Linked DNA regions of Macaca mulatta: region 1 is linked to region 2. Evidence: chromatin contacts called from public Hi-C data. All regions are on one chromosome and are shown on one strand. The core of a region is the stretch at or near the end of the contact, and the rest is flanking DNA. Distances in the headings are between cores, read along the strand shown.

Evidence for each region. Hi-C and Micro-C count contacts between places; a contact is called where the count stands out from the background.
Region 1: a contact with region 2 is called in a Hi-C map of fetal cortex germinal zone, with 1.8 times the contacts expected there. The contact joins the promoter of RAB4B here to the promoter of NUMBL in region 2. A contact is called at or near these places in 2 of 14 Hi-C or Micro-C datasets (cortical neurons and fetal cortex germinal zone).

Annotation. Positions count from the first base shown.
Region 1 is chr19:51,895,139-51,901,428 of T2T-MMU8v2.0, reverse strand. It overlaps RAB4B (RAB4B, member RAS oncogene family), which reads right to left and starts at 1,870. Exons shown (of 8, transcript XM_077982883.1): 1 at 1,726-1,870; 2 at 43-123. The coding sequence starts at 1,741. MIA (MIA SH3 domain containing) reads right to left here and starts at 5,324. Exons shown (of 4, transcript NM_001261282.1): 1 at 5,047-5,324; 2 at 4,831-4,964; 3 at 3,029-3,139; 4 at 2,691-2,719. The coding sequence starts at 5,173. The coding sequence ends at 2,696.
Region 2 is chr19:51,804,992-51,811,314 of T2T-MMU8v2.0, reverse strand. It overlaps NUMBL (NUMB like endocytic adaptor protein), which reads left to right and starts at 2,327. Exons shown (of 10, transcript XM_077982833.1): 1 at 2,327-2,460. The coding sequence starts at 2,368. COQ8B (coenzyme Q8B) reads left to right here. Exons shown (of 15, transcript NM_001265945.1): 14 at 1,000-1,086; 15 at 1,675-2,172. The coding sequence ends at 2,013. LOC114674211 (a long non-coding RNA gene) reads right to left here and starts at 3,187. Exons shown (of 5, transcript XR_013410690.1): 1 at 2,338-3,187; 2 at 1,481-1,575; 3 at 227-1,097.

The sequences.
Region 1 (6,290 bases), core at 621-3,120, 91 kb before region 2:
AGCCACAGCTCAGGGTTCCCAGGACCACTGCGGGAAACTCACACTTATTCTCAATGAACTGATGAAGGAGACATGATTTGCCAGTTCCTGCACTGCCAATCACCAGGAATTTGAAGAGGAAGTCTGACCAGATGGAGCCAAAATCAGGGATACCCACAGGGAGAGAAAGATACAGGGAAAAAGATGGATTCCAATCCAATCTGTCTCTCTAACCGTCACAGTTAGAGGGAGAGAAACAGACATAGGCAGAAACAAACCAATAGGTAACAGTAACAGATAACTCTTATGTAGTACTTGCCATGTGCCAGGCACATTCTATATATTTTTTTCAACTTTTATTTTAGGTTCAGGGGATACATGTGCAGGTTTTTTTTGTCCTTGTTTTTGTTTTTTCGAGACAAGAGTTTCACTCTTTGTTGCCCAGGCTGGAGTGCAATGGCGCAATCTTGGCTCACCGCAACCTCCACCTCCCAGGTTCAAGCAATTCTCCTGCCTCAGCCTCCCGAGCAGCTGGGACTACAGGCATGCGCCACCACGCTCAGCTAATTTTGTATTGTTAGTAGAGACGGGGTTTCTCCATGTTGGTCAGGCTGGTCTCGAACTCCCGACCTCAGGTGATCCGCCCACCTTGGCCTCCCAAAGTGCTGGGATTACAGGCGTGAGCCACCGTGCCCAGCCCACACGTGCAGGTTTGTTACATAGGTCAATTGTGTGTTGTTGTGGGCCAGGAACAGCTCTAAAGGTCTTTACTCACATCAACAGCTCACATCATCCTCAGGAAAACTCTATGAGGGAGGTAGCCTAAAAATTATTCCCCTTTTCCAGATGAGGAAACAGGCCAGAGAGGTTAACTGACTTGCCCCAAGTGACAGAGCTAGGCAGAAGTGAGATTCAAACTTAGGCCGAGGGCTCCAGAGTCCATCGCTAAAGTCTCTTGAAAGCTATTTAAACAAGGACTACCAACTAGCCCTTGTTCCTCTTCACCTCCTACCACCCTCTGACTCATTCACTCCACTATAGCTCCTGACCTTCAGTCTATTCCCTGAAAACGACAAGCTGGTTCTCACCTCAGGGTCTTTGCACTCTTCTCTTCTGTATTTGTTGAACGAATGCAGCTCCCTCTGACTCCTAAACCTGCGCTTCCCCCGCCTCCAATCACCACCTCCTGTGCTGCATCCCTACTGATTTTCCACTTCCCGACCTCTCCTTCCCTCCCTCTGCCCAGACCCTGGCTCCATTCTCATGCATAAGCCCCACCCCTTGCCACTAAGTCCTGCCCCTAACTCAAGAACAGCCCATACCCAAACCCATTCCAGAGCTCTCTCCAGCCAGATCAACCCCAGGGTCCCGAGCTTCCATCCAGTGTTCCCTCTAGCCCATAAGCCCGACTCCTGCCATTCACGCAGTCAGCCCCGCCCCTTCACTCAGGCTCCGCCCATATCCATTAAGGCCCACCTCTTCCCTCAGGGCCTCCCTGAACCCCTAAGTACCAGCTCCCTCAAATCCCGCCCCAGATCTATTTAACCCACGCACCAGACCTTCAGGCTCCACCTAAATCGATTAAGCTCAGCCTCAGACCCACTAAACCCCTCCCAGCATCCACTTAGGCCCTGCCTCCATAACACCAGACCCCGCCCCCTGATCTACAAAGCCCCGCCCATTCCCACAGGCCGCATCCTCCCGGGGCCCAGACCCAGGACCCCGGCTTCGGCCCACCACCCTCACCGTAGGTCTCGGCCATGACTCGGTCGCGGCCGCTGAGGGCCGCAATATGGCGCCGCAGCCGCGCCTGCTCCTCGGCTGGCAGCCGCTCCACTCCGGCTACAGCCCCGGCTTCTTCCTACTCCCCGGGCCCGGCACCGCCACTTCCGCCTCCGCCCCCCTCCAGCGCGACCCGCTCCAGCAGCTGGATACCAGACCACGCTTTCCGAAGGGCGGGATTGGTGGACTCGCGGGCAGAGGGCGGGACAAAAGGCGCGGATTGGTGGCATGAGAGGGGCCCAGCCCAAAGGGGCGGGGCCGAGGCCAGCGATTGGCTGAGCAAGTGGGAAGGGACGTGCAGAGCTGCTTTGCCGAGCCGAGGAACGGATTTAGTCTGGAGTCCGGGGGCAGAGTCGAGTCTCCGGATTGGATTGGAGCGGACTTGGGGGAGGGGATACGAATGCAAAGAAGGGGGCACGGGCAGAATTGACAGAAAGAGGCTGGAAGAGGAGCTGATCTTGAGCTGGCGGGAGCGGTTACTGGTCTCAAAGGCAAAAAGGAGGAAAACTCGGAAGATAGGCGCAGGTTACTTCCCGCCTCCCTTTGCAGATAATCTTCCAAGAAAACCTTTGCTGTGCGATTTATATCCTCCGCGTAGTCCCATTGGCTCCCTCCCACTGGTCTAGAGAGGACACTACAACCCCCTAGTTGGGCTGCTTAGGTTTTCCTTTGCTTGTGTCAGAAACCTAAGCTTAGGAGCCCTCCTACCGCACACGGCTTTCATCAGTGAAACACTGCCTAGCAACCACTGACGTTACCATATGCAGCGGGTTAACTGGTTAGATTCAGGAACCCAGAGAAACATTTCATTTGTATAGTCCCCATCCCACCCTACCCCACCCCAAAGACCACAGAGACAGGCCGTTTGCACTGGGCTGACTGTATTTGCATAAAGCCAAGGAGGGGAAACGGCAGGGCCAGCGGTAGGCTGAGCTCACTGGCAGTAGAAATCCCATTTCTGAAAAAGAGAAAGGGGAAACAGTGGAGAGAAAACCAGCGGTCACACCACAAAGGATCTAGTGGTTTTTGCAAAGGCTGCAGCTGCAGGGCCCAGGTCTGGCCACGCAAGTGCTACGCAAATTAGCCTAGAGCCCTCTAATCTTTGCACCTCCCAACCGAACCCATTTTACTGGTGAGAAAATTGAGGCAGGGAAAGAATTTCTCCCAGCGCACACACCTAGGGAGCCAAGGGTGGGAGCATTTTTGCCCATCCCCACAACCTAAGGGTCCTCCCCCCAGATTTTTTGCCAGCCCCCATGACACTCACGTCTGTCTTCACATCGACTTTGCCAGGTTTCAGGGTCTGGTCCTCCCGGACAATGCTACTGGGGAAATAGCCCAGGCGAGCGGCCAGATCTCCATAGTAATCTCCCTGAACCTAGGGAAGAGGAGTTAAAAGCTAGGGTCTGGGAAGATGGCAAGCTTATGCCTGCTGAAGGCTTTGCATTCTCCCTTCTCCCTGATCTCCATGTAACTGGCTCCATCCTTGTCATACGAATCTCAGCTTAAATGTAACCTGTTCAGAAGCCTTTTCTGACCACCCAAGTCAGTCTCTGTTAATACTCACAGCAGCGCATATTTGCTTTTATTATTATTTTGGAGACAGGGTCTCACTGTGTCGCCCAGGTTGGGGTGCAGTAGCATGATCACGGCTCACTGCAGCCTCAACTTCTGGGCTCAAGCAATCCTCCCACCTCAGCCTCCTGAGTAGCCGGGACCACAGATACACGCCATGACGGCCAGTTAATTTTTAATTTTTTTTGTGGGGGGGGTCTTACTATGTTGCCCAGGCTGGTCTCGAACTCCTAGGCTCAAGCTATCCTCCCAACTTGGCCTTACTTGGGATTACAGGTGTGAGCTACCGTGCCCGGCTGCTATTTTTTATGACTTGCTTTTTGCTCATTTCTCTCCATTAAAATAAAAAGGATCAGGCCAGGCGCGGTGGCTCAAGCCTGTAATCCCAGCACTTTGGGAGGCCGAAACGGGCGGATCACGAGGTCAGGAGATCGAGACCATCCTGGCTAACACGGTGAAACCCCGTCTCTACTAAAAATACAAAAAACTAGCTGGGCAAGGTGGCGGGCGCCTGTAGTCCCAGCTACTCAGGAGGCTGAGGCAGAGAATGGCATAAACCTGGGAGACGGAGCTTGCAGTGAGCTGAGATCTGGCCACTGTACTCCAGCCTGGGTGACAGAGCGAGACTCCGTCTCAAAAAAAAATAAAAATAAAAAAATAAAAATAAAATTTAAAGGATCATTTGTTGTTGTATCTTGGTATCTAGAACAGAACGTGGGACCATAGCAGCTGCCCTAAAATTGGTAAATAAAGTGAAAATAGGCTGGGGGGGCGGTGGCTCACACCTAGAATCCCAGCACTCTGGGAGGCCAAGGCGGGCAGATCATGAGGTCAAGAGTTCAAGACCAACCTGGCCAGTATGGTGAAACCCTGTCTCTACTAAAAATACAAAAATTAGCCAGGTGTGGTGGTGCATGCCTGTAATCCCAGGTACTCGGGAGGCTGAGGCAGGAGAATCGCTTGAACCCAAGAGGTGGAGGTTACAGTGAGCCGAGATCGCACCATTGCATTCCAGCCTGGGTGACAGAGCAAGTCTCTGTCTCGGAAAAAATTAAAAATAAACAAATAAGGGCCGGGCGCAGTGGCTCACGCCTGTAATCCCAGCACTTTGGGAGGCTGAGGTGGGCGGATCATGAGGTCAGGAGTTCGAGACCAGCCTGGCCAATATGGTGAAACTCTATCTCTACTATAAATACAAAAATTAGCCGGGCGTGGTGGCACGTGCCTGTAGTCCCAGCTACTCAGGAGACTGAGGCAGAAGAATCGCTTGAACTCGGGAGGCGGAGGTTGCAGTGAGCACAGATCACGCCACTACACTCTAGCCAGGGCAACAGAGTGAGACACTGTCTCAAAAATAAATAAATAAAGTAAGTAAGTAACAATATACCCCCACAATGTCTATTTCAGTTCATCCCCCTCAAATCTTCCCTTCATGGGGATAATGAGTCTACCCCAGCCCTGTACCCTTCCCTCTTTCACTCTCCCAAGACTCACGCTGCCTCCCCAGAAGAGCCGCCCACGGCCCTTCAGCTTGGAGAAGACATACACCACTTGGCCCCGGTGAATGGTCAGGAATCGGCAGTCGGGGGCCATGTAGTCCTGAAGGGCCACAGCCATGGAGATAGGGTCTAGGGAAGGAATAGAAGGGAATGCAATACCCTCCACACAGGCTAATACCCCAAGCCCCCAGTTCTCCCTCCCCACTCTTACAGCTGCACTCCTGGTCTGCACACAGCTTCCGGTCAGCCAGCTTGGGCATAGGGCCACCCCCGACACCAGGTCCGGAGAAGGCAGACAGCAAGACGATGACACCGAGGAACACCAGGGACCAGGCCATCGTGGACTGTGAGCAAGAGAGTGAGCAAAGGGGTGCTGAGGTCTCCAATTTCCTCCCCTCCCTCTCTCCCATAGTTCAAGGAAACTTGTGTTCTTGGTCTTATCCCCGCCCTAAACCAGTCCCAAATTTCACCCACACCACCTAGAAGTTGCTACCCAGCCAGAACCATTTCAAGGATAGGGTAAAGGCTGCAAGCCCAAGGAAATTCCCAGATAAGGTCCAAAGCAGCTCACAGCTTTCCCAGTGACAGCCCCCTCCTCAACAATCACAGAGGCCCAGACAAGGTGGTTGAGATACTCAATTCCATCTTCTCTTGAGTTGGCTTAGGTACCTGGGCTCCTCTGCTGTCCCCTCTGGCGACAGAAGCAGGAGGAGCCTGTAAGGAAAACCACCTTGGAATTTCCTGTGCTGTGGGGCGGGAGAACAAGGCAGCCCTTTGATGACCAGAAACAGCTCAGCCCTGGAGTACTGACTGAATATTGTATGCTGAACCTTAGGCTAGGCAATGTCCCACCACGATCACTGTTTATCTGCACCAGCCGCTTCCCACTGGATGACCTGGGCTAAGCTATTTCTCCTCACAGAGCCTCAGCATCCTTATATGTAAAATGGGAACAATAAAAAAAGCCAGTAGTTATAGAGCATTCACCAAGTACGTATTTATGTTATGAACTCAAATGGATACTCTGTATCATGTCAGGAGTGATTATAAACCCTCCCTTTCTTTTTTGAGACAGGGTCTCACCCTGTTGCCCAGGTGGAGTGCAATGGTGCCATTGTGGCTCACTGCAGCCTCAACCTCCTAGACTCAGGCAATCCTCCCACCTCAGCCTCCTGAGTAACTGGGACTACAGGCACAAGCCACCTATGCCCAATTAATCCATTTTTCTACAATAATTATTTTGAGGTAGGGTCTTGCTCTGTTGCCCAGGTTGGAGTACAGTGGCATGATCCTGGTTCACTGCAGCCCCTATTTCCTGGGCTCAAGCAGTCCTCCCACCTCAGCCTCCCGAGTAGCTGGGACCACAGACATGCACCATTATGCTCAGTTAATTTTTTTTTTTTTTTGAGACGGAGTCTCGCTCTGTCACCCGGGCTGGAGTGCAGTGGCCGGATC
Region 2 (6,323 bases), core at 1,078-3,577:
AGCCTTTGCCAGTTTATAAAAGCCCCATCACACCGGCTTCTGAGGACCACAGGCCTGACAGATGGCCAGACAGGCTTGGGCAGGGGGAGCAGAGAGGGAATGGAATTAATCCCGAACCCCTCTCCTTACAAAAACGGGCAACCCAGTGGTGAGGGGTGTGACCCAGGTTCCAGTCCCTACTCCGGGTCTGCTTCCCCTTCTGTGAAATTGGGACCCCCGTGCCCACCTCTTAATAATGGTAGATTATGATATTTTCGGTGCTTCCTGCATGAGACACAGCGCCAGGCATTCCACAGGCATCACCTTCTTTATCCTCCCAACAGCCCCATGAGGAAGACACTTTTAGCATCCCCACTTCACAGATGAGAAAGTGGAGGCCCAACAGGCCGGCAGGTGGCAGAGCTGGGATGGAGCCCTAGCCAGCTGGCCCCAGCTGGGTGTCTGTCCATGCCCACAACTCCTGCCCTGTATGTATGAGCTTATGGCTGGAGAGCTGCTCTGCTCCACACACTCATTTGCTAAAGCAAGGTTCACCCAGGGCCTCCTGAGCACCAGACCCTGTGCCCCACGCGACTATACCCAACTGGGATCCTTGCTCTCACAGGGCTTAAAGTCCAGTGCGGGAGACAGAGAGGTAGCCCCTGGCAACTTTGGATGCAGTTCTGGGTCACGCCCACACCTGTCCAGTTGAGTGTTTGGACCCACCAGCAGCCCTGACACGTGTTCCTTGCACTGTTTCACTGTGGCAGTTCCCGGGCAGGCCCCACATTGCCAGCTAGGCGGGCAGGATCCCTGCCCACCTCCACTCCAGGCTCTGGAACAGTCTTTAAGGGAGTCACAGACCGGCAGAGTGGGGAGCAGGAAGCTTCCAGGTGACGGAGGGCCCAGGCAGATGAGAATGGAGGTGGGTACACGGGAGGCCCAGGCTTCCAGCTCCTCTTCTTCAGAGGCCCCTTGAGCCCCGGCCTTTGTCCCTCTAACTCCCACCCGTCTCCCCAGGTGGTGAAGGCTGCAGCTGACGGAGACAGAGACCGTGTCCTACAGAAGTCCAGGGACCTCAAATTCCTCACAGGCTTTGAAACCAAGGTGGGGAGACACTGCAGGAGAAAGAGACGGGTGTCTGTTGGTGGGGTACAGTGGGGGGCTGCTTATCTCCACTGAGGAACGCGAGTGGGGTATGGGGCATGTCTATACCTGGGGACTGGGGGCTTTAGGAGGGGCTTGTCTCTACTAGGGAGAATGGAGGCTCTCTGTCTATACCCAGGCAGTAGGGGACTCTAGGATGGATGCTTATTCTTGCTGGGGGCTTTGGGGAGGAGTGGGAGGAGTGGGGGGAGGCGGCGGCCTGACTCCTCAGGAACCCTGGGAACATGGGCACTGTGGATCTGTTCAGGAGGGGCAGGGGCCGCTTCTCTATTGTAGAGAGAGTAGAGGGTGACTTGTCTGTTGGAGGCTCTGCGGGGAAGCGAGGGGTGCTTACTCAGGGAATAGGGAGCTGCTTGTCTAGTCCAGGTTCTAGAAGGAGCGGAAGCTGCTCACTCTTGGGGGAGTCCGGGCTTGTGTTGATGGTGGAGACTGGAGGGAGTGGAGGCTACATGTTGCTTCTGGGTTATACAGAGAGCTCTATGTCCACACTGGCTGCCTTTGCTGTCCCCCCCGCCACCCCACCCCCAGGCATTCTCCGACGCCCACGTGGAGGCAGTGATGATCCTGGGGGAGCCCTTCGCCACCCAGGGCCCTTATGACTTTGGGTCGGGGGAAACTGCCCGCCGCATCCAGGACCTCATCCCCGTGCTGCTGCGGCACCGGCTGCGCCCCCCACCCGAGGAGACCTATGCCCTGCACCGCAAGCTGGCAGGGGCTTTCCTGGCCTGTGCCCGCCTCCAAGCTCACATCGCCTGCAGGGACCTCTTCCAGGACACCTACCACCGCTACTGGGCCAGTCGCCAGCCAGACGCAGCCACTGCCGGCAGCCTCCCCACCAAAGGAGACTCCTGGGCAGATCCCTCATGACAGCCTCCATGGGGGATTCAGTCCCCAAAGCAGGCCATACCCTGCTGTAGTGCCTCTTAGCCCTTCCCCGTCTGCCCTGGGTCAGGGGAGCCCCCTGGGCTTCCCAGTCTTGCCTGGCTCTCCTCCTTGGCCCAGGAGCTCAGGATCCCTGGGGCTGGGGAACTCCCAACTTCATGCCCTAGATCCTGTACCTCCCCACTCTAAAGTGGGCATCCGGGAACTCTAAGCCAGGGAAGCAGTTAACTTATCTGTGCCAACATTTGAGGGAGCCTTGTGCCCCTGCATGCCGTTTTCAGATCCGGACTCATCAGGGGGAGCCCTCACCTCTGCCTCAAGTCTGCCGTGGAAGGCGAGATGGTGGTCCTGGAGGCAGTCCTCACCTCTGCCTCCCTCGCTCCTCCAACAGCTGCCTTCTCCCGGGTTCCAGCCTCTCAGTGTGTTGGAGAGGTAGGGGTGCGGGGGGAGGGGGGAGCTGAACCTTCAGTCGGAATAAAAGCAACCCTCCCCTTCCCCCAGCTCTTTTCTCTGCGCTAGGGTTCCGGGGAGAGGGGGAGGAGCTCGCCAGCGGCCTCCAGGTGCAGATGGCCAGCCCCCTCCACCCCCTTGTCTGAAAGCCCCAGCCCTGCCTGTGCCATCTGTTGCCGGGAACCTCCTTCTCGCCTTCCCCACCCCCCCACGTGCTGACCACCTGCTCTAAGGGCTGTGGCAGCTGAGGCCTCCCCCACACACAGTGCCTCTTGGCTGGAGGCTCCCTCCCCTCGCTCCCGGCAACCTCGCCTTTACTAATGGGCTCTAATGTCCCTGCCAGCTGCTTTGCCAAACCCACAGGATTGGCGTAGGGGGCGGCGGGGGCGCCGCAGCGGCCAGAACCGCGCCCTGGTCCCAGCCCGGCGCCCCCATTCCCAAAGCCGAACCGATCGCGCACCAGGACGCCTTGGTCTGTTCACACCCCCTCCCCTTGCTTGCAAAAAGTGCCTCGTCACCGCTTCTGCCCGCCCCCGCCGGGCTGGGGAACCATGGGGTTAGCGGGAAGATTTGAGGGTGTGGGGCGGCAAGGCACCTCCAGAAGCAACTCTTCCGGACGCGGAGCTGGAGGGGATCTGAGGTCAGGGGTCACGGAGGGGAAGGGAGTCCAGGCCCGATGGACCGGGGGAACGACTCGGCGATGTTCATTGGCATGCTCAGCCCGGGACTGGCCAATGGGCGTGGCGGGGCGGTGGCCGCGCCGGGGAAGGCGGGGTGGTGTCTGCGTGGGGGCGGGGTCTGCAGGCCAAGGGGCGGGGCAGGGCCGGCAAGGCGCCGGGGCGGGGCGGGGTCTTTCTGCATATACGGCAGGCGGCGGGCCAATGGGCGGGGCCGGGGCGGGGAGCCGAGGCCGAGGGACGCTTCCCCGCCCCCGGAACGGAATCCTCCCGGGAGCCGAGCAGGCTCGCGCGCGTGCATCCCGCACCATCCCCCGGCCCCGGGCCCTGGCCCGCGTCAGACCGAGCTGCCGCCGCCGCCACCGCAGCAGCAGCAGCAGCAGCAGCAGCAGTCGGGGAGCCGGGCCCAGCCAGGGCCGCGGGAGGCGGGGGCGCCCGGGCCCTGGATGTCCCGCAGCGCGGCGGCCAGCGTGAGAAGGGCGGGAGAGGGGGGCTCGGGTCGGGGGCGGCGCCGCTGCTGATGTGGCGGAGGGTGGGAGGCGGCCGCGGCGCCCGGATGGAGAGAGGGTGCCAAGGCTGGAGAGGGTGGTCCTGGGTGGGGGTCCAGGAACAGGCCCAACAAGCCAAAGCCCAGGAGACCAGGGTCTTGGGCACAGACCCCTGGGCCATCTCTTGCCAAGGCCCTGGAAATAGGGATCCTGGACACAGACCTCCCACAAAATCAAGGACAGGGGTACAGAGATTCTAGGTACAACTCCTGGAACTAGATGGGGATGGAGATGGGGTCGGGGATACAGCCCCCGTATCAAACCAAGGCCTCCAGGAGGTGATTCCAGACACAATCCTTACCTCTCCCTGCCTAAGGGGGTCTCAGCACAACAACTCCCTAGGCACGGTCTCAAGGATGGGGTCACTGCGTACAGCTTTCCCACCACGCCAAGGCATGGGGGGACTCCAAGCACAGCCTGCCCCCAGGCCTCAGAGGCACCCTGGGCACAGCATCCCCCCAATCCTTGGGCGGTGTCCCAGGCACAGCCCCTTCTCAAAACAAGGTCCCGTGCCTGGGACTCCACCCCACCCCAGCCTGAATAAAATAAGGACAATTTCAGGCAACCCCCAATCCCTCCACCCCCTGGCTTGGTCAAGGGTCCCAGGGCACAGAACCCCTGGGCCACCCCCTTTGTCCCCAGGGTTGCCCAGCTGTCCAAGAGTGGCCCCACCCGCAGACAATGCACCGCCTCCCCCATCCCGGACCTGGCCCCTCAGGCTCCAGCATACAGGCTGGGCTGGGGGCGGCTCCCCAGGGACCGGGTGCAGCCCTGTCTGTCTGCAGCGTCTGCGGTGACGGTGACGGCGGCTTTGTGTGTGGTACCTGGGGGGAAGGGGGGAAGCAAGCAATGGGGAGGTGGCTAGGAGTGTGCCCTGTGTTTGTGTGGCTGTGGCTGTGTGTGTGTGTGTGCACGCGTACGCTGCAGCTGGTGACAGGAATCCTGTGTGTGTGCTTGTGGTGGTGTCTATGATTGTGTCTGTGTGTGACCCTAGTATTTGACTGTGTATGTGTGTGTGACAGCTGCTTACTATGCAGAATCCTGTACTTTTTAGTCTGACTGTGTTTGGAGGTGTGCATGGTTGTGACTGTGGTTGTCTGTGATTATGTCTTTTGTGACCCTGTTTGTATGCCTCGGTAACTATAACTGGGTATGTGACAGTATGTGTTGAGTCTGGGGGTGGGCATGCGTGTGACTGACAGGATGTGGGTGGAGTTGTGACTGTGTGTGTGAGTGGAGTTGTCTATGGCTCCATGTGCATGTGTGACCCTCCCAGTGACTGACAATGTTTATAGTTGTGTCTCTACCTGATTTTATACACATGAGTGACACACACCTGTCTGTGCAACTCTGCCGGTGTGACTGCCATTGTATCTGAAGTCACATTGTGTCTATGTGCCTGAGGTTGTGTGACAGTATTGTGTATGACAGTGGTTGCGTATGCAGAACCATGTCTGAGTGTGTGACTGGGGTTGTATTAATATAAATGACTGTATCTGGCTGTGTGTGTGATAATGAGTGATTATATGTATTTCTAGCCTTGTATGTGTGATTTGGGTTATGTATTTGACTAGGTGTCTGAAACCCTGGCTATTTAAAAGGATTATTTGTGTGTGACTAAAGCTATGGATGTGTTTCCGTATTGGTGCCAGGAAATTATGTTTGTAGGGGTGTTTATGTGACTGTGGCTTCCATATGACTGTGTATGACCTGCATGTCTGTGATCCTGGGTGACTATAGATGTTTGTGTCTATGTCATCACCTGTGAGAGTTTGGGGTCTGTAGTTGTGTGCCTGTTTTTGTCTCTGTGTGTATGTGCTGGACTACCTGTGTTTGAATGTATGATTTGGTGATGAGATTGGCCCCTGACTGTGCACATGGCTCCATCAGGACCCGTGTCTTCTGTGTAAACCCAACTATAAATGCCACGTCCTGGTCACTGCATTTCTGTGCCTACGCTGGACTGTGTACTTGTGACGTGGGAAACTAAAACTGTGCGCTTTTGTCTCTATGTGTGAGACATGTGTATAGGTGGGGCTTATGACTTTGTGCACCTGTCCACACGGGGCTGTGATTCTGTGTGGCCACATACTTGTCTCTGTGACTTGTGTGCCTGCATGAAAAAAGGCTATATGTTTCACTGTGTTGGAGTGACATGGTACAGCTGTGTATGGGACACTGGGTGACGGGATTATGACCATGATAGGTGGCTGGGTCATGTGGACATTGATGCTGTGGCCATGTCTACAGGACCACCAATGGCTGTGTCTTGAGGGTGGCCATTCTTGGGGATAGTTGTTTGTGGGTGGTTGCGTGCTGTGGCCATCAGTACCTCCGTGTGTGGTTGTGTATAGAGGACTGTCCCTATGAGTATGGCTATCACAGTAGACTGTGTGACTGATGCTGTGACCAGATGTGAGCACCTATGACTGGGTATGTGTGATCATGTGACAGTGTGTGACCAAAAACAGAGTGTTGGTGTGACTGGTCTGGTTGAGGCTGCATGTCCACGTGCAGCTGTGCCTGCGTGTGGTCTCCGTGGGACCAAATGTGTGCCTGTCCGTGTGCATCTGTGACCAGATGTCAGTGTGCAGCAGTGGAGACACATGTGACAAGTGTG